Regions from separate parts of the Mus musculus genome. Here region 2 is linked to region 1. The links are chromatin contacts, called in public HiChIP or PLAC-seq maps. All regions are on one chromosome and are shown on one strand. The core of a region is the stretch at or near the end of the contact, and the rest is flanking DNA. Distances in the headings are between cores, read along the strand shown.

Region 1 (5,309 bases), core at 1,747-4,246:
AGTGACATCATCAGGTTGGGGACTTTGACCTGAAGTTCATGTGTGCTGCAAGAAGACGCATCGTGAGGCTGAAGTTGTTGGCGGGGCATGTGCCCCTTTAAGCAGCAAACCTGGGACTGATCAGTACAGAGCCAGATCCTTACTAGGCAGAGCAAACATCAGGAAGTGGGAAGGTACCGATATGAAATTAAGAGAAAGGCCGACTCAAACTGATGGCGTCCGGGTGGCTACTTACATCTCTCTCCATCTTATTCTAACATAGGAAGAACTAACATGTGGGACAGACCCAGGGCTCAGTTCCCGGTCATGCTGGCCTTGAGCCATCAGTGGGTCCCTCATCATCTGCCTGAAACTCTGTCACAGTGTGGCCAGGGCTAAAGAAAGGAGCCGTCCACTTTCTGCCTTGGTGGATGGAGGCTCTTGAAAAGCAGCTCCTGTTTCTCTGGGGTTCCAAGACCCCACCCCACCCCACCCCACCCCACCCCACCCCACCAGCCTTCTTAATTGCAATCTTTAGAAGTCCGACATCATGAAGAGATGGAGTCCCATGATGTACTCATTTCTGGCCCTGACTCTGGGCTGGCTCGCCTGCCCTACCCTGTGTCTATCCATCAGTTTCTTCCAAGGCTGTGTGGGAACGAGTTGTACCTTTGGAACACCTGCCAAGGGGTCTAGTTCTTCCTGTGTTTCTTTCTGTTGCTCTGTTTGTTCTCAGCCCCTGTCTTGGGGTACGGGGCCAGGCTTGGTTCTCTCCACAGCAGATCACTGCTCCCAAGGAGGCTACCTCTGGTAGCAAAGCTGTACCAGAAAGGGGACTGATGGGTCAGTGTGCCCTCCCACGATGTCCGCCCACAGCCCTTCATCCCACAGAGCTAGTGATGACAGGCCTGGCAAGAGCGGCCCCCACAGCGAGGGAGAAGTCTATTTCCCTGGCTTCTGCTGGGGGTGGCTACCGGGGGAGTTGGAAGGAGATGGTAATTTGTATTGCTTGTTTAGTGACATGAACCAGACTCGAGTGGGACTTTCCTGAGTGACAAGTGTCACCATGAGTTCTAGTGTGGGATGGCTTAATACAGGGGCTTGTGAGCTTGGGAAGCTGTTTCCTCCCTAGCACCCCCTCATTCCAGGTGGATGGTGTGGGTAGACTTTAGGAGCCCCCAGAACAGTGAGTCTGAGGGGTGCTACTAGCTCCAAGCATCAGCCCCCTGGGCCAGGCCTGATTAGCATAACCATTCTCAGCCGATAGACAGTGGCTAATTCACTCCTCACAGTCCAAGCAGGCCATTGGTTCTAGGTGACCAGAGTTCATTTACTGAACACCAGCTATCTAGAAAGCAGGGCTTTGGACCCAGAAAGCGCTTAGTGGCACCAGGGCTCCTTAGTGACAAAGCTGCCTGGGTGGCATAGCTCAGGGCTGCTGTCCCAACCTTGGGAAATAACTCAGAAGACCATGCCCTGGCTATGAGTGCCAGGGGCAGACATCACAGGCACACAGAGAAAATCCACAGAGACTGTGGCACTGCCAGGATCTAATGTGGCATTGTTATCAGAGTGGCCATTCCTTCTACCAAACCAGGACCCTGGAGCAAGAGAGAGGACCAGGTAGCCTACTGTCGTAGCTCCATTTCTGTTGCTGTGGTAAAATACCCTGACCAAAAAGCAACATGCACCAGGAAAGAGGAAAGTTGGTTTGTTTGGTTTATAATCTAGCCTATGTACAGTCCATCGTAGGGAGGAGTCATGATGGCAGGAACTAGAAGTGCCTAAGTCACTACATCCACAGTCAACAGCAGAGAAACAAATGCATCCATGCTGTCCATGCTCCCCCACCCCCAACCAGTTTCATGTACTCTTAAAAAGTCCAAGATCCAGCCCACGAAATTCAGGGTGGATCGTCTCACTTCCATTAAACAAATAAGATAATCCTCCACAGGCCAATCTAATCTAAAATAATTCCTCTTTAAGACTTCCCTGGTGATTCTAGGTTTTGTTACGTTAAAACTATTCAACACTGTGTAGTGTATTTTAGGGACCATTGAGGACCCCAGACTGCGGCCAGGAAGCCACTATGAGATGACCCACCCCCCACCCTCAGACTGCCAAATCTTGCCTGGGTCAAGTCTCTGGCTGCCCTGGAGAGAAGCAAAGGAAGTGATGAGGGCACGGTCTACTCCCTGCCTCCGTGGCCCTGACCTGTGTCTAGCCCCAGCGACCCGCCCCCAAAGGGGGCGTGGCCCAGGTGCCGCTCAGCTCAGTTCATCTGCTGTTCTGTGAGCAACCTGTGGGGAGTTTTTGTTAAGCTTTCACAAGGAGACCAGAGGCTTCTCCCTGAGACACATACCTCTCAGAAGTCACAGGGAGGGATGATGAACGTCCTCCGAAGGATGAGAGCAGTATTTCTCCATGGCCCTCCTGAATCCTTGAGCTCACCCGCCCCCCTGGCTTCTGCAGGTCCCGAATGGAAGATGGAAGCAGATGGCAGCTCAAGACAGAGTCGGTGCCCGGAGCTGCCTGGCTCATGGGATCTAGGTCCTACACTCCCTCACAGGACCGAGGCTGCAAATCGTGGGGTGTAGGATGCTGGGGGCTGAGGAGCAGCGGGGAGAACTCAGCTATAGGAGACATAGGAAGCCAATTAGCTACATGGTTAGCACGTCCCCTAGACGGAAAAGGATTAAGATGTGCAAAAGAAAAGCCATCCACACATCGGGTCTAAGGCCAGCATAGAGTGGGCTGAAACCCCAAGACCAGAAAAATCCCCCCAAAGGCCCAAGGGTCCTGAAGCAAGAAAGAGATTGAATGAGTGTTCCTTTGACCTTAAGATTAAAAATGCAAGGCCTTAGTGATGGTAAATGACCTGCATGAAGAAAGCTGGGACTGTCTGTTCTGTGGTTGGAGAGGGCTTGGACTTAGAGAACCAGCTGGCCACTGCATCTCCTACTCCCAGGCAGAAGCGCGTCGGATTGCAGAGCAAGGTTTCCCTCTAGTGGAAGCAGGGAGCCAGGATACCATCTGCCAGCCCTGGGATGAGGTTCACTCCCTGTGCTGTGAGGGAGGCTCTGCAGTTAGCAAGCGTTCTTTCAGTGCTAAAGTGCTCAGGTCCTGAGCTCAGATCAAAGATGCCCTGTAGGTCACATCCCTACAGTATCCAGCCTCCACCAGTGACAGCAAGCTCGGGAAGACCTTTTCTTCACCTACCAGGAGCTCTGTCTCCTGCTAGAGAGTTCTGTGCCCAGGTAGTAGAGGATGTGGAGGTCATCTTGGACAGTGGTATTGTGAAGAGGTCATCTAAGTGGTGAGCAAGGGACTTAGAGTCTTCTTCATCTTTCTTCCTGTTAGTTTCTGAGAGCTGAATGCTCACAGAGGCAGTGTATACTTCCACTCAGAGTATGACCCAGCCTCAATCCCACGATGCACCAGGACACAATGAATCCCAACCAGAGTGGTCCTGTGCATCCCATCAGAGTGACTACAGTCTTGTTACAGCAATGCCCTTCCATTTAACTATCTACAGTATAGAAATCAGGCCAGTCCGTCATTTCCCCCAACCTTGCCAAAGCCAAGAGTCTAGAGAGTCCAAGCCCAGTCAAGCACAGCCCCACTGGGAGAGCCCAGACTCTTCCTGGCAAAAACAAACACTAGTTCGGTATGCCACAACCCCCCAAGGGAGACTAAAGAAATGACTCCACTAAAGTTAAGTCTGGGACCCAGTGAGTCTATGGAGCATTGGTGACTCTTGGTAAGCTATGTCACTGAGAAGCCCCCACCCCAGTGTGGGGACAACTCAAAGCCACAAAACTGCTGTCCTCACCCTGGCCAGTCACCCCTCCTCAACTCCGTCCACTGTGCACACCGGTTGCCCTCTCCTGGGGTCTGTGGGATCAGAATTCCCACTGCATCCCCCTATCCAGAGCTACTGCAGCCCCCCGGCTCCGGATTGGTCTGCTGGTGTGGGGGAGGGGCAGAGACCTCTTCCTGACGCTTTTCTGCGACTCTGGCAGGATTTTTATTTCTGAACGAGTACACTGCCTGCCCCAGCCCAGGAGCCAGCAAGGAGTAGAGGAGGGGGCAAGTTTTAAGCAGAGACAAATGACGTTGGGGCTTGTGAGAATCCCGCGATTTCCTGTGGAGTAGTCGCGGGCTCTTCCCGGGCTGGCTCCCTTGCACCCGGGAGCTCTTTTGTTTTGGAAGATGCTGGCAGCATCACTGTATTAAGAGCAGGCCGCGTTGTGTTGTGGATTACTGTTTTGGTGTTGCCGTTGGCTTTTGTCTGTTAAATTAACTGCTGTACATTTTCTTGTTCTCTGACGACATCGGGGGCTTACTTTTCTCACTCCTTCTCACAGGGACCCCATATGCCCAAGTCCAAGCACAGGTGGGGGGTGGAGGGCGGGTGGGGGGTGGAGGGCGGGCGGGTGGGGGCCCGGGGGTACGGAGGCATTGCCAGCCCATTCTAAAGATTACAAGTGTTCTTGGAGACTGCTCGGACTATCTCAGCCCTTGGAAAGATTCTAGACTTTCCTGGCTTAAACTGAAGCATGGGGCCCAGGTTTGACTTTTGCTTAATTTTCTCAGTGTCCCCAGGCTTGAGTCCCCACCCTTGTTTTGGGGTCCACAGAGCCCCGCAGGGGTAGTGCAGGGCTCCCGCTTCTCCTCCAGCCTTCTGCCAGCTTTGAAGACCTTCCTTCCAGCAATGCTACTGTACACGTGGTGAGGAACGCCACCCGCAACAAAGCTCGTGTACATATCTCCGTGTACATACGGAGTGTACATACATACATACATAATACAGTGTACATACATATAGTGCCCCGTGTTATAAAGATAACAGAGCATGGCATTTCTTTGGCATTCCAATTTTTTTTAACCCTTGGAAATATGGTTTTGGCAATCTTTTATTCTTCTTTTTCCTCTTTTCTATTTAATAAACATCCATGTGACCTTCCTGGTAGCTTCTTGAATTCCTGTGTCTTCCATTTCTGTAATCAGATCTCCAGCTGCCCTGAATGCTTTCGTCTCTCTCTCTCTCTCTCTCTCTCTCTCTCTCTCTCTCCCTACAACCTCACCTGCTGGTCTTTCCATTTGGATGGCCATCTTCCCCTTTCCTTGGGGACCAATCCAACATTTTCTCCGCTCACTGGGTCCCCTGTAGCCAAGGATGTAGACTCTGAACGAAGCACCAGGCCCCGAGGGTGCACAGTGCCCGTTTCCTTCCTGGGAGGTTGGACTGGCTGGCAAAGGAAATGTGTGTGAGATAGATGTTGAAATGATGCTAACCACAAATGAGCACGGGGTATGAGTAGTCAGAA
Region 2 (5,309 bases), core at 2,033-4,532, 170 kb before region 1:
AGAGCCTGCCTGGAAGTGGGGCTGGGCTTCCCAGGGAAAGAGCCAGAGAGGCCTATGGCCTCGTGGTCAAGGGGAGGACAGGTCAGACAGTTAAAGACTTAAAGGGAGCCAGGTTCATAGAGATTGGAAATGCAGTGCTGGATCCAGATTGTATTTCCTAGCTTCTTACATTCTCAGGATGTCAGATGGATAGTGGATCGGCTGATTTAGAAGACTGTCACACTGTGTTTGGGGACTCAGATGACCTATGGAGTTGAAGGCTGTCTATGGACCCCATCTCTCATTTCTGTCCCGAGAGTATTGTCCTTCAGAGTAAAGACTATTTAAACGATTAACAGTCACTCATCCCCAGAAAACCTCCTCCTGAAGTTTGCTGGACTTAAAATTGCAGTCAACGCCCCTATGTGACCGCCCCAGCCTTACCTCTGATTGGACACAAAGCCTTAGCTGGTCCTTTTGCCATTTTTCATAGCCCAGTTTGTACTTGATTTTTATACTCTCCCCCTTTCCTTTTACATGAATGAGTATTTTTGCCTGCCTGCAGAGGCCAGAAAAGCATGGCAGATCCCCTGGAACTGGAGTTATAAATGCTTGGGAGCCACTGTGCAGGTGCCAAGAACCAAACCTGGATCCTCTGCAGGAGCAAGTGCTTCTAACCACTGAGGCATCTTTTTATCTTTTTAGCCCTGCTTCCCACCCCAACTCCTTTTAACTGGTACTGTTAATAAAATCCTTGCATATGCCAAGTCCAATAAAATCACTCTCTCGGGTATTAGCACATTCATTGCTAAGTAATGGATCCCACCAAGACAGTCCATACATATTTACCACAGTGTCCTCTTACCCTTTCTTCAATATTTTAAAAACTTTGTGTGTGCTTGTGTACTCAATGTCAGGATCCAGAAGTCAACGTTAGATGCCCCCCCCCCCCCCCCGCCTTCACCAGAGTCCTTCACCGAGGCTAGTTTTCCATCCCCTTGTTCTCAGCCCCAAATCAGCTTTTTAAATTATTTTTATTATATGTAAGTACACTGTAGCTGTCTTCAGACATTCCAGAAGAGGGCGTCAGATCTCATTACGGATGGTTGTGAGCCACCATGTGGTTGCTGGGATTTGAACTCAGGACCTTTGGAAGAGCAGTCAATGCTCTTACCCGCTGAGCCATCTCGCCAGCCCCCCAAATCAGCTTTTCATGAGACGAGTGTCTCATAGTGTAGCCCAGGCTGGCCTCTACCTTCCGAGTGCTAGGACTCAGTAATGTAATAGCATGCTCTCATCAGTGTGCACTGTGTATACTGTGCTAGCCCTGGATCTCAGCTGGCCTAAACTCATTCCTGAAAGCCAGGCCCTGATGTTTACAGCAAGGTCAAGTTCCAGGCACATCACTCTACAGCAGCTTTGAAATGTGCTGTGTTTGTTGAAGGATTGGTCCTCACCTCCCTAAGAGGGCAACACTCGAGTACAGTCAGACCACACAGAATCCTGATGGCCAGCACAGTGCAGGAACTCAGTGCTTCTCAGACAATGCAACAGGACAGTCTGAACAGCCAAGGACGGGCTGAACAGACGCTGCCCGAGGGCTGCTTACTAGGTGGGCAGAGCATGGCACTCAGACCCTCAATTTTGGGGTAAGGTTGTTGTTAGGTCTGTGGACATGCCAGCATGGGCCGAAGCACTGGCTTTTCATTTATAGTGACTTCACTTTTGGTTGCTGTGCTAGTTTGAATGATAATGGCCTCATAAGTTCACAGGAGTGGCACTATTAAGAGGTGGCCTTGTGGGAGGAAGTGTGTCAGTACGGGGTGGACTTGGAGGTTTCAGAAGCCCCCGGCCCCTTCCTTTCAATCAAAATGTAAAACTCTCAGGTCCTTCTCCAGCATCATGGCTGCCTGCATAGCACCATGCTTTCTTCCATGAGAACAATGGACTAAACTACACTTAACTGCAAACCAGCCCCAATTCAATGTTTTTTCTAGTCGGTTTTGGTGGCACATATCTTTAATCCCTTAATCCCAGCACTTGGGAGGCAGAGGTAGACCATCTCTGAGTTCAATGCCAGCCTAGTTTAGAGTTAAGTTCTAGGACAGAGGGGACTACAAAGAGAAAAAAAAACTGAGAGGGGAGAGAGGAGAGAGGGAGAGAGGGAGAGAGGGAGGGAGGGAGAGAGGGGGAGAGAGAGAGAGAAGAGAAGAGAAGAGAAGAGAAGAGAAGAGAAGAGGGAGAGACGGAGAGAGAGAAGAGAGAGAGGAGAGAGAGAGAGGAGAGAGGGGAGAGAGACCTTCCCTTTGTAAGAGTGGCCATGGCCAGGCGTTTCTTCACTACAGTAGAAGCCCTAACAAAGACAGCTGTCATTCTCGGGGCAAGGCCTGAGATCCTCCCCCAGCCCAAGGTCTCTTTGTGTAGCCCTGGCTATCTTTGAACGCAAGAGATCCATTTGCCTCCTGAGTGCTGCTGGGATTAAAACAATGTGTCACAACCACTCGGCTAAGACTTAGATTTCTTAAACATGGAGAACAGTACCAAGTGAACATTGCAAGAAGCCACTGCTTAGAATAAAGTAGTCAGAAGTGGGAATATGGACTTTAGGAGTCACCTTGTTCAGTAAGCCCTGTGAGGTACTTGCTCTTCTCTGCTGGTACAAAGGCGATGGTAGTTGACGAGCCCTACTGACAGTTTTCATCTACAAGGGGCTGGAGACGTTCAACACTTAAGAAGAGCTTGACCACGTGCCCAGGCAGTCACACCCCTCATCAGAAGTCTCACTTCCTCATGTCCCCCAGTCTGACTGCGGCCACACACCGGATTCTACAGGACAGAGCCCTAGACCACAAATGAAATAGAACACTTCATTTTTCTTCTTTCCTGTCTTGAGTGAGTTCTGCTTTTTGTTCCTCCCACCAGAAATCAAACTACCACCAAAACAACCCCAAACTTGTGAGTCCTTGAGTTAGGGATGGTGGGAGTCGATCCTGCGCCTGTCAGTCCTGCACTCGTCTGTGGAAGGTCAGGAGGGGCCCTGACTTTCAGAGCTGAACGTAACAGTCAAGCCTGATTTTCGAATTCCAGCTAGCTCTAGATGGCCCGTGGTTTTAGGACAGTACAGTGCAGAGATTCCCAACCTGGGGTTGCAACCCTTTGGGGATTGAACAGCTCTTTTATAGGAGACCATGGAAAAACTATAGAGAATTACATTATGATTTCATAACAGCAGATAAACTACACTTCTGATCAGAAGCAACAAAAACAGTTTTATGCTTAGGGTCACCGCAACATGAGGAACTGCATTAAAAGGGGTGCAGCCTTAGGAAGGCTGAGAAGCACTCATATAGCTGAGTCCTCCTGCCTTGCCAAGCACTGGGAATCTGGAGATACACTTTTGGGACTCAATGCTATAGAAGCTCATACCTACAGGGCCTATGGAGACTCCTCACTGTGAAGATAACCATAGCCCTGTCAGAGGAGATGAGGCACACAACACGAGAGTAGATATCCATTTGCATTTTAATTGAGAACTATAGCCCTTTGGGTGGCTGTACTGATTACAGACGGTTCAATTTGGAAGACATAGAATCCCAAATGCAACTTTGAACTGACCACACTACAGGCTCAGTCGCCCCAGTTAGGGGTTTCAGGTAGTCCCTTCTTTTGGCTATCCCATGTCTATCACTGAAAACCAAGCAAAACAAAAGCTCAGCAGACTAAGAGGGGGACATACAAGATAAAAAAGAAAATCTATATAGTATGAAATTAACTTTTATTTTTAGCTCAAAATAAATGCTTAACATTTTGCCAAAATTAAAGCAAAGATGAACCCTTGAAAAAAGGGAGGAAGCACATTTTTCCTTCCCTGGGGAAGCCAGTAAGGCAGACATCGTGACTGTGACGTGGTGTTTCTTCCCTCAGGACTAGTCTAGGCAAACAACAAAATCCTCTCCCCAACTTTTGCTCTACTGCCAGCTGCTGTCTATGGAGCTGTGGCTGGTAGGACAAACCACAAACAACCGGCCTGCCCCAGTGCAGCATGGACAAGGGACTTGAAACCAGAGCCCTTTAACCTGTCTGTATAAAACCCTTCCTAAGGAGATTCGGTGAGGGGGCCACCCTTCGGCGGCAGCATGGCTGAGGTTTTGTGGTGTCTGGTGCAGAGGCACTAGGGAGAATTGCCCCCTAGGCCCTGGGTGCTGGGCACAGCCCACCCCTCGCACTTTACCACAGGGATGTCTTAAAATTGAACTTGAGTTTCAGCAGGTATTTGAGATTCACCTGAGCAATGTCGTAGACAATGTACCTGGGGAGGGCAGTTGTCAAGGAGCCAACAGTTGAGTCCCCAAGATCTCTTACCCAACATGCAATCTCCTGAAAGTAGGGAAGGCTAGTGCCCAGAGAGACAGGTTTATCCATACAGCAGGGAGTCAGACCTCAAGTTGACACAGGAGACCACCCAAGAGGCAAGTTGTCCTGGGATCTAAGAGCATGCATACCTGCTGGTACAGCTCCAGAGCACACAGCATAGCCAAGAAAGGATACTCATTATACAGCAGGCAGGTGTCGTTGACACCAGATGGGATCCCTGTTCCCAGTGGAACCTCTACACCCTCCAGGGTGATGCTGGCCGAAGGGTCAGGGGTGGTTTTTCCCAAACCTGTAAGATGGAAGAGTCAAGTTCTAGGTTTAACAGGGGATGTGTAACAAGGGCTGTGAAAATGTCCTGGGCATACATCCATTTTATACAGGGTTTGTGTTCACTTTAAACAATCTTCAGATGCAAGCACAGCTACTGTAAAGAAGGTTTTGAGGCAATGCTCTAACCCAGTGAAGTCACCGTGGCCCAGATGACGTTATACTGTGGCGAACACCCCAAGGAGGCCTTGATCATCATATGCTACCCATTCAATAAGTCCAGGGGCACCAGAGGTCGCTCTTGGCCCTGATACCACGGCTTAAAAGCTGAGGCTCCCAGTGCCCTGACTTGGTTCCTGGTATTCCACAGAACTCCCATGGTATTATGACACGGGAATCAAACAGTTTTGTTTTTAAATGAACCTCCACCCGAATCTGCCGTGTCAGGCTGGAGGGACAGTACCTTTGACACTGTGCTTGCCCTTGGGTAACTTGCTGATATGTGAAGCATGCTTGAGTTCATACCTATTCAAAAGAGGACAGTCTCAGAAGAGCCTCTGGTCACAGGGCTCCTAAACCAACACCTTCCTCAGCATCTTTACTGGTACATAAACTAAGTGCCCACAGAGCCCTGTTCACCCTGGCACCTCCCTCCCCAGCTCCTGGACACTTCAGAGCCCAGAGCATTC

What was found. HiChIP or PLAC-seq counts read pairs in DNA pulled down with a chosen protein or histone mark.
Region 2: a contact with region 1 is called in an H3K27ac HiChIP or PLAC-seq map of the HPC-7 cell line, with 7 times the contacts expected there. The contact joins two enhancer-like sites. A contact is called at or near these places in 2 of 15 datasets of contacts at CTCF or cohesin (large pre-B cells and pro-B cells), 2 of 484 Hi-C or Micro-C datasets (the G1E-ER4 cell line and cortical neurons), 9 of 115 datasets of contacts at active chromatin or transcription factors (the HPC-7 cell line, bone marrow-derived macrophages, cardiomyocytes and 5 more) and 4 of 9 other capture datasets (adipose tissue, embryonic stem cells, liver and 1 more).

Annotation. Positions count from the first base shown.
Region 1 is chr1:180,432,023-180,437,331 of GRCm38.p6, reverse strand. Stum (mechanosensory transduction mediator) reads left to right here. Exons shown (of 4, transcript NM_001081227.2): 4 at 1-4,959. Among named protein-coding and RNA genes, the nearest start is that of Gm39712, 26 kb to the right of the region's middle. Within about 2 kb of position 2,996, at least 68 of the 459 cell types and tissues checked have an H3K27ac peak or open chromatin away from gene starts, as enhancers often do. A contact at or near this core is called in the HPC-7 cell line, bone marrow-derived macrophages and pro-B cells, where this site is marked.
Region 2 is chr1:180,599,429-180,604,737 of GRCm38.p6, reverse strand. Parp1 (poly (ADP-ribose) polymerase family, member 1) reads right to left here. Exons shown (of 23, transcript NM_007415.3): 21 at 5,084-5,145; 22 at 4,528-4,642; 23 at 3,739-4,288. The coding sequence ends at 4,207. Among named protein-coding and RNA genes, the nearest start is that of Mir6904, 15 kb to the right of the region's middle. Within about 2 kb of position 3,282, at least 71 of the 459 cell types and tissues checked have an H3K27ac peak or open chromatin away from gene starts, as enhancers often do. A contact at or near this core is called in the HPC-7 cell line, bone marrow-derived macrophages and pro-B cells, where this site is marked.